Linked DNA regions of Rattus norvegicus: region 2 is linked to region 1. The links are chromatin contacts, called in public Hi-C maps. All regions are on one chromosome and are shown on one strand. The core of a region is the stretch at or near the end of the contact, and the rest is flanking DNA. Distances in the headings are between cores, read along the strand shown. Region 1 overlaps LOC134483032 (a long non-coding RNA gene). Region 2 holds the start of Slc12a2 (solute carrier family 12 member 2).

Region 1 (4,616 bases), core at 980-3,479:
ATGCACATCTGGAGTCCTAGGGGTGATTGTGGGCAGTGTGATGCACATCTGGAGTCCTAGGGGTGATTGTGGGCAGTGTGATGCACATCTGGAGTCCTAGGGGTGATTGTGGGCAGTGTGATGCACATCTAGAGTCCTAGGGGTGATTGTGGGCAGTGTGATGCACATCTGGAGTCCTAGGGGTGATTGTGGGCAGTGTGATGCACATCTGGAGTCCTAGGGGTGATTGTGGGCAGTGTGATGCACATCTGGAGTCCTAGGGGTGATTGTGGGCAGTGTGATGCACATCTGGAGTCCTAGGGGTGATTGTGTGCAGTGTGATGCACATCTGGAGTCCTAGGGGTGATTGTGGGCAGTGTGGTACACATCTGGAGTCCTAGGGGTGATTGTGGGCAGTGTGATGCACATCTGGAGTCCTAGGGGTGATTGTGGGCAGTGTGATGCACATCTGGAGTCCTAGGGGTGATTGTGGGCAGTGTGGTACACATCTGGAGCCCCATTTTCTCAGGAGACTCAAAAAGGAGAATGAAATGAGCCCAGGATTCATGGCCAGCATGAGTCCAAGAGGTCTGACTTCTTAAAAGTAAAGACTGTGGAAAACAAGGAATAGGGGTGAGGGAAGAAGTCACTCTAGCTTGCCATTCATTAGATCTACTTCCTTATTATTTCTTCTCTGATGACACAGCTCAGCACTGGGACAAAACGGTCTCAACATTCAGCGATAAATGCATGCAATACTATTTAGGGAAACTCTCTGGTTTGTATCTAAAACCACATTTCTGGGTGTTGGGATTTATGCATAGTTGCTTAACACAAGTTACTTTCAGCATCTGTCCTGTGTGTGAATTGGCTTGTACAGTAGGTCCTGATAAAAATATGCTCTACACCTGTGGCTGGAGTATGAGGCGTGGAAGGGAGGGAAGACGTGGGGGTGATGTAAACTTTGGCTTTGGAGGTATTAGCAAGTTTCAGATTGCATATGTTAACAAGTCTAAACAAATGCTCCTGCTAGAAAACAACTCATCAGATGGAAGCTATTCCTTGGCTTTGTGGGTCTCGAGGGTCTGCCTGGCCTGTTAATTCATTCACCACGAGGCGCCTCCTCTTAATTCCATTACAAATCTAACAGGGTGATGATGGTACGCGAGTCTGAACTCCTTGGTAAAGATCTGTCATTAACTACAGGAACCAAGACTTGTAGGTCTCGATGCCTGTTCTCATCCACACACCCTCAGCTTAGATGTGCCAGGATAACAGTAGGGAGGGGACTGTGTGGACTTGGCTGAGTACCACTTGCCACATCTCTAACTTGTTATGTCACAATTTCCCAGAGTCTGAGATAGTAAGATGTAGGATAACCACGCCAGTTGTTTGTCAATAACAGGCTGAAGATTTCACAACAGGCTCATGATAAACTCCCTGTTTTCTTCTTGACCCAGAAAACTGATATGTGTCCGTCAAGTTTGGTTAACCCGGCACAAATTACCGTCACCGAGGAAGAGGAAACCTCAAATGAGGAACTTGCTCCCAGCAGATTGGCCTATGAACACTGATTGGTGATTGATGTGGGAGGGCCCTGTCCACCGTGGGCTGGGCCACTCTTTCGCAGGTGATCCTGGGATGTCGGAATGCAGGCTGAGAGGGCATGAGGAGCAAACCAGTACATAGTGTTCCTTCATGGCCTCTGCTTCAGTTTCTGCCCCAGCTTCTGCCTTGACTTCCTTGGATGATGATGGACTGTAAGCTGTGAACTGAAATGCATCCTTTCTTCCCCAAGTTGATTTTTTTTTTTTTTTTTGGTCATGGTGTTTTATCATAGTAACAGAAAGCAAACTGCAATACTACGGGAACCATGTTCGCTGAGTTCTGGTTTAGACCTGAATTTCCAAATACTCTTTTGAAATAGTGAAAGCAACACTACCCTGACAGAATGGTGCCCAGAAATAGATCCTTCGGTAGCAAAGACTGAATCTGACACTCTTGGATGGGAGTCAGGCTGACACAGAATCAACCAGTCAAGCATTTCTGAAGCCAAAATTCAGGATATGCACATGAAATACTTTTTATTGCATCAAAAAATGAAGAGACGAACAAGATACCCCTTTATTTTGTTCAAATGTGACGTTAACTTCTGTCTGCTCTTACTCGGTTCCGCAGTGTTGTACGTAAGCTGACAATTAGTCTCCTCAGTCACTGGTGTACTTCACTTTCCAATGGAGAGCACAGGTGCCCATGATATTAATACTTGGAAGTATATAGTGCTGTAATGTCAAGTATAGAGGTGTCACGGGGCTACTAACTTCCAGGTCTATTTCATCTTGCAAAGCCTAGAACTTCCATTTCCCATTTTCTTCTCCCCAGGGAGCTGCAATTTCTCTTTCTGTTTCTGTGATTTTGACTATTTTGGGTACCGCAAGTAAATAAGATCATGACTTAGCACGTTATCTTCAAGGCTTATTCATACTGAAACACAGATTAGAATTCTCGTCATGTTTCAAGAAGAGTCAAATTCTATGGCCTGAATAGGTTATGTGCTTTCTTTTCTTTAATATTTTGTGTGTGTGTGTGTGTGTGTGTGTGTGTGTGTGTGTGTGTGTGTGTGTGTGCATACTGGGAGGTGTGCATTCCATATGCATGGAGGTGAGAGAACAATTGTATGTAAAATAATAATCTTACTTTTATGTGGTCCCGGGGATCAAATTCAGATTGCCAGGCTTGTACCAGAGCCTTGCACTATAAGTCATTTGGCCCTAGGTGACATTTTATTTAGCCATTGATTCTTCTAAGCACATAGATTGATTCCACTGTTTGCATTGAGTAGGGGACCTCTCTCCCTCCTCTCTCTCCATAGAAATATTTTTGAGATTATATAACCACATTTCTCTCTTCCCCTTCCTCTCTCCACTTACCCGATTTCTTTCAAATTTGTGATCTATTTTTCATTGTCATTGATACCTATATGCACATGTATGTGTATGTTTATTTGTATTTGTACATGAATATATATGTGTAAGTGCATGTATCATATATTATATGTACATATGTACATACGTGTGTATGTGTGTGTATATTCCTAAATGTAACCTGCTCAGTTTACATATGTTACTTGTATGTTTTCAGGGTTGATCATTTGATTTAGGGCTGCTGTTGTATGTGCTTTTCCCTGGGGAAGACTATTTATCCCACTCTCAGCATTCCTTAGTTGCTTATAGTTCTTTATAGAGGGTTGAAGCCTTTTGGTCTTTTCCTCGCAGAGAATATTTCTTGAAATAGTGATCATAGTAGCATAGTAATTATAATAATTTTATAGATGAACTGAAACATGATCTTTTGTTATAAAGTTCATTTGAATTTTTCACAAATACTTTATTTTTTACTTTATTATCAATTAAAAATGTTTTTAAAATGGAAAGGACTTAGAAGTCATCTTAGATCTCATTGCATGACTCTGGTAATTCTTATTGGCATACATGTGAACTTGTGCAGATCATTCTGCCTCAGTCTCCTGAGAACTAGAATTACAGGCATGTACAGTCACACCCGACCACTAGTTGTGTGTATTTGGGGTATGACATGCTAATTTCTTGACTTATGTATGTAATGTACATGGATCAAATGAAGCTAATTAGTATTTTCATTACTTTATTTATTATTTATGTTTTGAACTCCAAAAATTCTATTTTCTTGTTGAATAATAAATTATTAAAAACTATATTCTCCCTACTGTGCTGTAGCCCACTGGAGCCTACGTCTCTCATGTAACTGTATTTTTAAGATTCTTGTTACTCAGTCTTCCTCTTTACCCTCTCTGGTCTCTGAGCCCATGTCTTTAGCTTTCACATATGAACAAGAATATGAATTATTGGTCTTGCCATAGCTGGTTTATTTCACTCCACTTTGTAGCAAATGGCATGATTTTATTTTTTATTGTGGGATAATATTTAATTGGGTATATTTCTAACATTTTAATATTATCAATCCATATGTTGACAAATACTTTGGACGATGTCATGGTTTGGCTCTTGAGAGTAGTGCTTGTATCACCACGGAAGCACGTGTGCCTCACTGGTGCAACGACTTTGCCTCTTTTGGGCGCACATCAGTGGTGGGTTTCCTAGGCAACATATTATTGTGTTCGTACGTGAGGCACCACACTGTTTCCAACAGTGAATGGGTTTCCTTTCCTTCTTATCCTTATCTGTTTTCTTAGTAAAGTTATTATAAACGAGACGAGACGACTGCTGTCCCATTTTGTTTTGCATTTCCTGATGGTTGCCGGTGCTGAGCATTTTGTATCTTACATATTTGCATATCCATTTTTGAGAAAATGTCTGTTTCCATTATTTGGCCATTTTAATGGGATTATTTGGGGTATTCTGCTGTTGAGATTTTTTAGTTCTTTGCATATTACTCCTTCATCTGATCAATAGTTTATAAATATTTTCCTCTTTTCTGTTGCCTAACTATTCTGCTGTCAACTACTGGTTGACTATTTTCTTTGCATTGAAGACACTTCTTAGTTTGACTTAATCCTATTTTCATAATTGCTTTAACTATAGCTTAATGACTAAAGGCTGGGTACTTTATAAAGAAAAGAGGTTTATTTAGCTCATAGT
Region 2 (4,599 bases), core at 733-3,232, 230 kb before region 1:
AGTCAATAAGAGTACATGAGAACGGTTCTCTATTTACAAAGTAGAAGGGCTTTTACAGGGACCCCAGATTATGTCTCTGGACATCCCTGAGGGGTAAAATAAAATCCCTGTGTTTCATTTTTTCTCTAGACTCAAAGATTCACCACTGTCAGTTTTTGTTATGTTTTGTTTTTTTAAATTCGGCCCTCTTTCAAAGATTTATTTTATGTGTATGAATGTTTTGCCTGCATTCCTCCTGGATGTATATACCATATGCATGCATGCTTCGTGCCTGTCAAACTGCAAGCGGAGTTACAGATGGTGGTCGTGAGCCTCCTTGTGAGGGCTGGGAACAGAACCCTCCTGGTCCCCTACGCAACAAGTGCTCTTCTGAAACATCTTTCTACAACCCCCACCCTCCATACATGCCTCTTTGCAAAAAGTTTACAAACAAACAAAAACAACAAGATTTGGGATTTCCCACCCCAGGGCTGGGAAGCAGAAGCTGATGGATCTCTGTGAGTTCCCAGCCTGGTCTACACAGCAAGTTCTAGGACAGCCTGGGCTACATAGGAAGACCCTGTCTTCAAAGAAAGATTTCTATAGCCCTCTGCATATTTAGGATTGCAAAAACTGAGCTTTAATAATTAATAGACTACAAACACATGCTATTAGAGCTTTCCTTCAAACACCAACCTTTCCACTCAGGACCTCTAATGGATATACAGAAGCCATACACTACAATCTAAAAAGGACCCAGATGGTAGGCAGTAGGTTCTCTCCACCCTGTCTCAACAGAGCCTTTTCTAAACTTCTTCCACACTCTCTTCGCTGGTCCCTAACATGTGTAACCCAGCGAGGTGGCACTGGGTGCAAAAGACAGTGTATACAAGATATATAACTGATTGGGAGAGGCCGCTAAGTGCTGCCTCCGCTGTATCACATAACCGGCCAAACCCGCTGCAAACTTTTGAAGGATTAAGTTACATTCCGCTGCAATTCCACACTTGACAGCTGAATCCAGAGATGCCAGCGAGTCGTTCCTTGGGTCTTGCGCTGCCACCTCACCAAGGGAGAGTCAGCGGCTGCATCCTGAGGCCAGCACGCGCCAGGGCATGGGGAGGGAGGAAGGTCTGGGCGAGCTCACCTTTTCCAGCTCATCGTGGAGCTCTGCCAGGCTGGGCCGGAGCAGCTTCTCGCCCAGCTGCGCGGCCGTGTGCCGGTAGTGGTCGATCCTGGGCACCGCGTCCATGGTGTTGTGGCCGAAGGTGCGCAGGTAGTAGGTGTTGGTGTGGGTGTCATAGTAGTACTGCTGGTGGTGTCCACTGCCACCACCCGAGTGCAGGCTGCTGCCCTCGCTCAGCACCGTGTCCCCGCCGTTCTGGAAGCTCACGTTGGGCCCGTCGCCACCGACCCCCGCCGCATCCGACAGGCTGTCGTCCGCCGACGAGGAGGCAGCCGGGTCCACGAAGTTCACGCGGAAGCGGCCCTTGGCTTCCTCGCTGCCCTTGGCCACGCCGCTCTCAGTGCCGGCTTTCCCAGCCGCGGGGGTCTCCTTGCCCGCTGCCCCGGCAGCCGCCGCAGCCGCCGCTGCAGCTGCAGCAGCCGCGGCCCGCCCGGCGTTCTCGGAAACCGGGTCCACCTGGAAGCGGCTCTGGCTGGGGGTGGGCCCCAGAGGTTTGCCCAGCCCATCGCCAGCGGCCGGGGTTCCCTCTCCGCGCACCCCGCCGCCGGCCTGGCTCCCAGCGGTAGCATCCTCTCGACCGGAGAGTACGGCCGTGCCGGGCAGGTCCACCCCGGCGGCAGTCAGCGGCGCGTCCCCATCCCGGGCGGGCCGCGGGGCGCCAGACGAGGGCGCCGCGGGCCCGGGCTCCATCGCCGCCCGACGCTCGGGGACCTGCGGAGCGGGCGGGTGGACGCTGCGTACAGCGCGGCTCGGGTCCCTGGCCGGCGCTCCCACTAAGGAGCCGGGGGAGAGAGAGTCGCAGCGCCGCTGCCTCACACCCGCGGCACGCTCGCCGCCAGCCGCCAAGTGCCCGCGAGCGCGGCCGGCCCCGCGGTTTAAAGGCGCGGCGGGGCCGCGGCGCTCGGTGCAGCACGCGGGAGGCGGGGCCGCTCAGCCCGCCCCTCAGCCCGCCCCGAGCCCTGCGCTGGCCAGCCTCGCGCGCCGACCCTGGAGAGCGCCGGCCTCCGCACCGCAGCGAGCAGGCGCGGCCGCACGCGTCTCCGCGCAGACCTGCGCGCCGCCGCCCCTTCCGCCGCCGCGGTCCGCTCCGCGTCCTCCCTCCGTCCTCCCGCCCGCCGGCAGCCCCGGCTCCCGCACCGGCTGTCGCGGATGCTCTCCCGGCTGCACGGACCCTGTGGACTCCTCTCGCTTCTTTTTTTTTTTCCTTTCCCCCTTTTTTTTTAAGTTCTAAACTCGCAGTACTTGGGGCGAGCCGGCGAGATCTCGCGAGATGCTGCGGGGCCTGTGGGCGGTTTCCCTTAGGGCGCGTGGTACCCAGGCCCGCGGCGCTCTGGCTGCGGGTGATGCTGGGGGCTTTCCTGTTGGGCCCGCGCGCGCTTCCGGAGGCGCTGGCCACGCTCGCTCCCGGCGAGCCCGGCGCGCACCCTGACCGGGCGCCCAGCTCTACCGCTCCGTGCCCGCGTTTTAGATTTCCATAACCAAAGAGTAATTCCAGCCGCGATGCCGGTGGGTGTGTCAACACTTGGGTGACACCTTTATTTCAAAAGCTGGTAAAAAAAAAAAAAAACGGTGAGGAGGGAACCTCATTTCGACGTTTGATGACATTTTTAACTTCAGTGTTAGGAAACGCAGTTCTTAGAATACAGGGACCGCAGCAGCCAGTGTTAACAATTGCTAGTTTTCCTTTTTGCTGTGGTCCTGAAGAACTCCCTCAGATTTTAACACAAAAAGCCACTCCTGCTCTGCGGGCTTGTTTTCGCTGGAAATAGAGGAACACCTGTTTTCCAACTTAGTATCAGTATCCCCCTTTATCAGCCTCACCAAACCTAAGTGAAAGTGAGTGACCCCAAGTAGTTTCCTCTGATCATTGCCTGTTATGCCTGCGTTCACTCTATGTTTAAAGAATAGTTGGAATAAACACCACTTGTTGTTGACTACTTTAAGCAAGATCAAAGAGCCTGGAATTGCAGAAATAAAAGGTGTTGGGGGGAGGCGGGGCAGCCAGTTCACCGGAGATCTTAATCACCCTTGATAATTTATCAGCTATATTTTCTGTATTTTAAAGATGGAGATGGAAAAGAACAGATATTGGGTCATTCAGCCAAGGCTTCTAATACACCCCTCCCTGACTCTTCCCCACCTTGAACTTTCCCAATATTAACAGAAAATCAGGAGAAGCCAGGGGAAAAAAGGATGTGTGCTTTTAAAGCTGTGTGCTTTTCTACTAGGGAACTGCTGTGTTAGTCACAGATCTCTGTATTGTGTGCCTTTCAGCATACAGCTCATCTGTGGCTGTGAGAATTCAACATTAATTTACCTAGCAAATGTCGGAACACCTGCTATGAGCTCCCCTGTGTCCTGAGAATGGATAAACTAAAGAGATCTGTCAGAAGCAGATGCTAAGGGTGGGGGTGGGGTTGTGTGAGACTGGAATGGTAGATCTTCCTTAGGATGGCATCACTGAGGTGACCAACCGTTGAGCGAGAGAGTACATTATGCAAATATGTTGAAACAATCTATTGTAAGTAGAGAAAGCAGAAGCACCATCATGGGAGCAGGCCTGGTGTGGAAGTGCATGCAAGGCATTTGGACTGGTTCTTCTCAAGACATGAAAAGAGTCGAGGGCCAGAAAGTCAGAGTTTGAGGATGTGGGAGATGTGTCAAGTCTCTTGCTGGGGCTTTTACTTTGTGTGGAATGATAGTTCAGGCTTCCTCGGTAAACTAGTATAGACCAGATGACTTAGGCAACAGAAAATAACAGTTCCGCATCTCTGAATCCAGGGCACTGGAAGGCTTAGGCGCAGGTGAGGACTCTGCTTACAGACAGCTTCCTTACCAGTGTGGCCTTCCACAGGGGCGCCACCACTCTGCTGCTTCTTTGACTCCTCATAAAGGCACGGTTGAGCTGACCCCTGTTTTATCCCTATGAGCTCACTTGGCCTTGAAGTGACCGTTGAAAAACCTTCTTTCTAATTCAATCAAACAGAGGTAGGCGACTTAAACTGTGAGTGTTTACACTACATAATTCGGTCCGTAGCAGCTGTCAAATCATTGAAGAGTCCAGGATCCTTCCGCAGGAAGAGCATCTTCCATGTAGAATTATGCTCAGTGACTGGCAGATGGCGGCACATGCCTTTGATCCCTGCATTCAAGAGGCAGAGGCAGGCAGATCTCTGTGAGTTCAAGGCCAGACTGGTCTGTAGAAGATCCAGGATGGCCATGACTACACAGAGAAACCTGTCTCCAAACCCAAAAAAAACAAAAGTGTGTCCAACTTAGTGATGCTTCAGGAAAGCTGTCATGCAAGGTCAATGATGGAGCTGAAAGAAATTTATATCCCTGTTTTATTGTACTTTTTCTGTTTGGATCCACACACAACCTTATATTAAGCCTGGGGCGTTCTGTTCATTGACATGTTGTGCATTTTTGTTGCC

What was found. Hi-C and Micro-C count contacts between places; a contact is called where the count stands out from the background.
Region 2: a Hi-C map of psoas muscle shows a contact between it and region 1, with 1.7 times the contacts expected there. The contact joins the promoter of Slc12a2 here to the enhancer-like site in region 1. A contact is called at or near these places in 6 of 12 Hi-C or Micro-C datasets (the A7r5 cell line, the Rat2 cell line, Schwann cells and 3 more) and 1 of 1 datasets of contacts at active chromatin or transcription factors (oligodendrocytes).

What each region holds. Positions count from the first base shown.
Region 1 is chr18:53,318,819-53,323,434 of GRCr8, reverse strand. It overlaps LOC134483032 (a long non-coding RNA gene), which reads left to right. Exons shown (of 2, transcript XR_010059847.1): 2 at 1,440-4,616. Among named protein-coding and RNA genes, the nearest start is that of Ctxn3, 190 kb to the right of the region's middle. Within about 2 kb of position 2,229, at least 6 of the 93 cell types and tissues checked have an H3K27ac peak or open chromatin away from gene starts, as enhancers often do.
Region 2 is chr18:53,543,716-53,548,314 of GRCr8, reverse strand. Slc12a2 (solute carrier family 12 member 2) reads right to left here and starts at 1,982. Exons shown (of 27, transcript NM_031798.2): 1 at 1,127-1,982. The coding sequence starts at 1,855.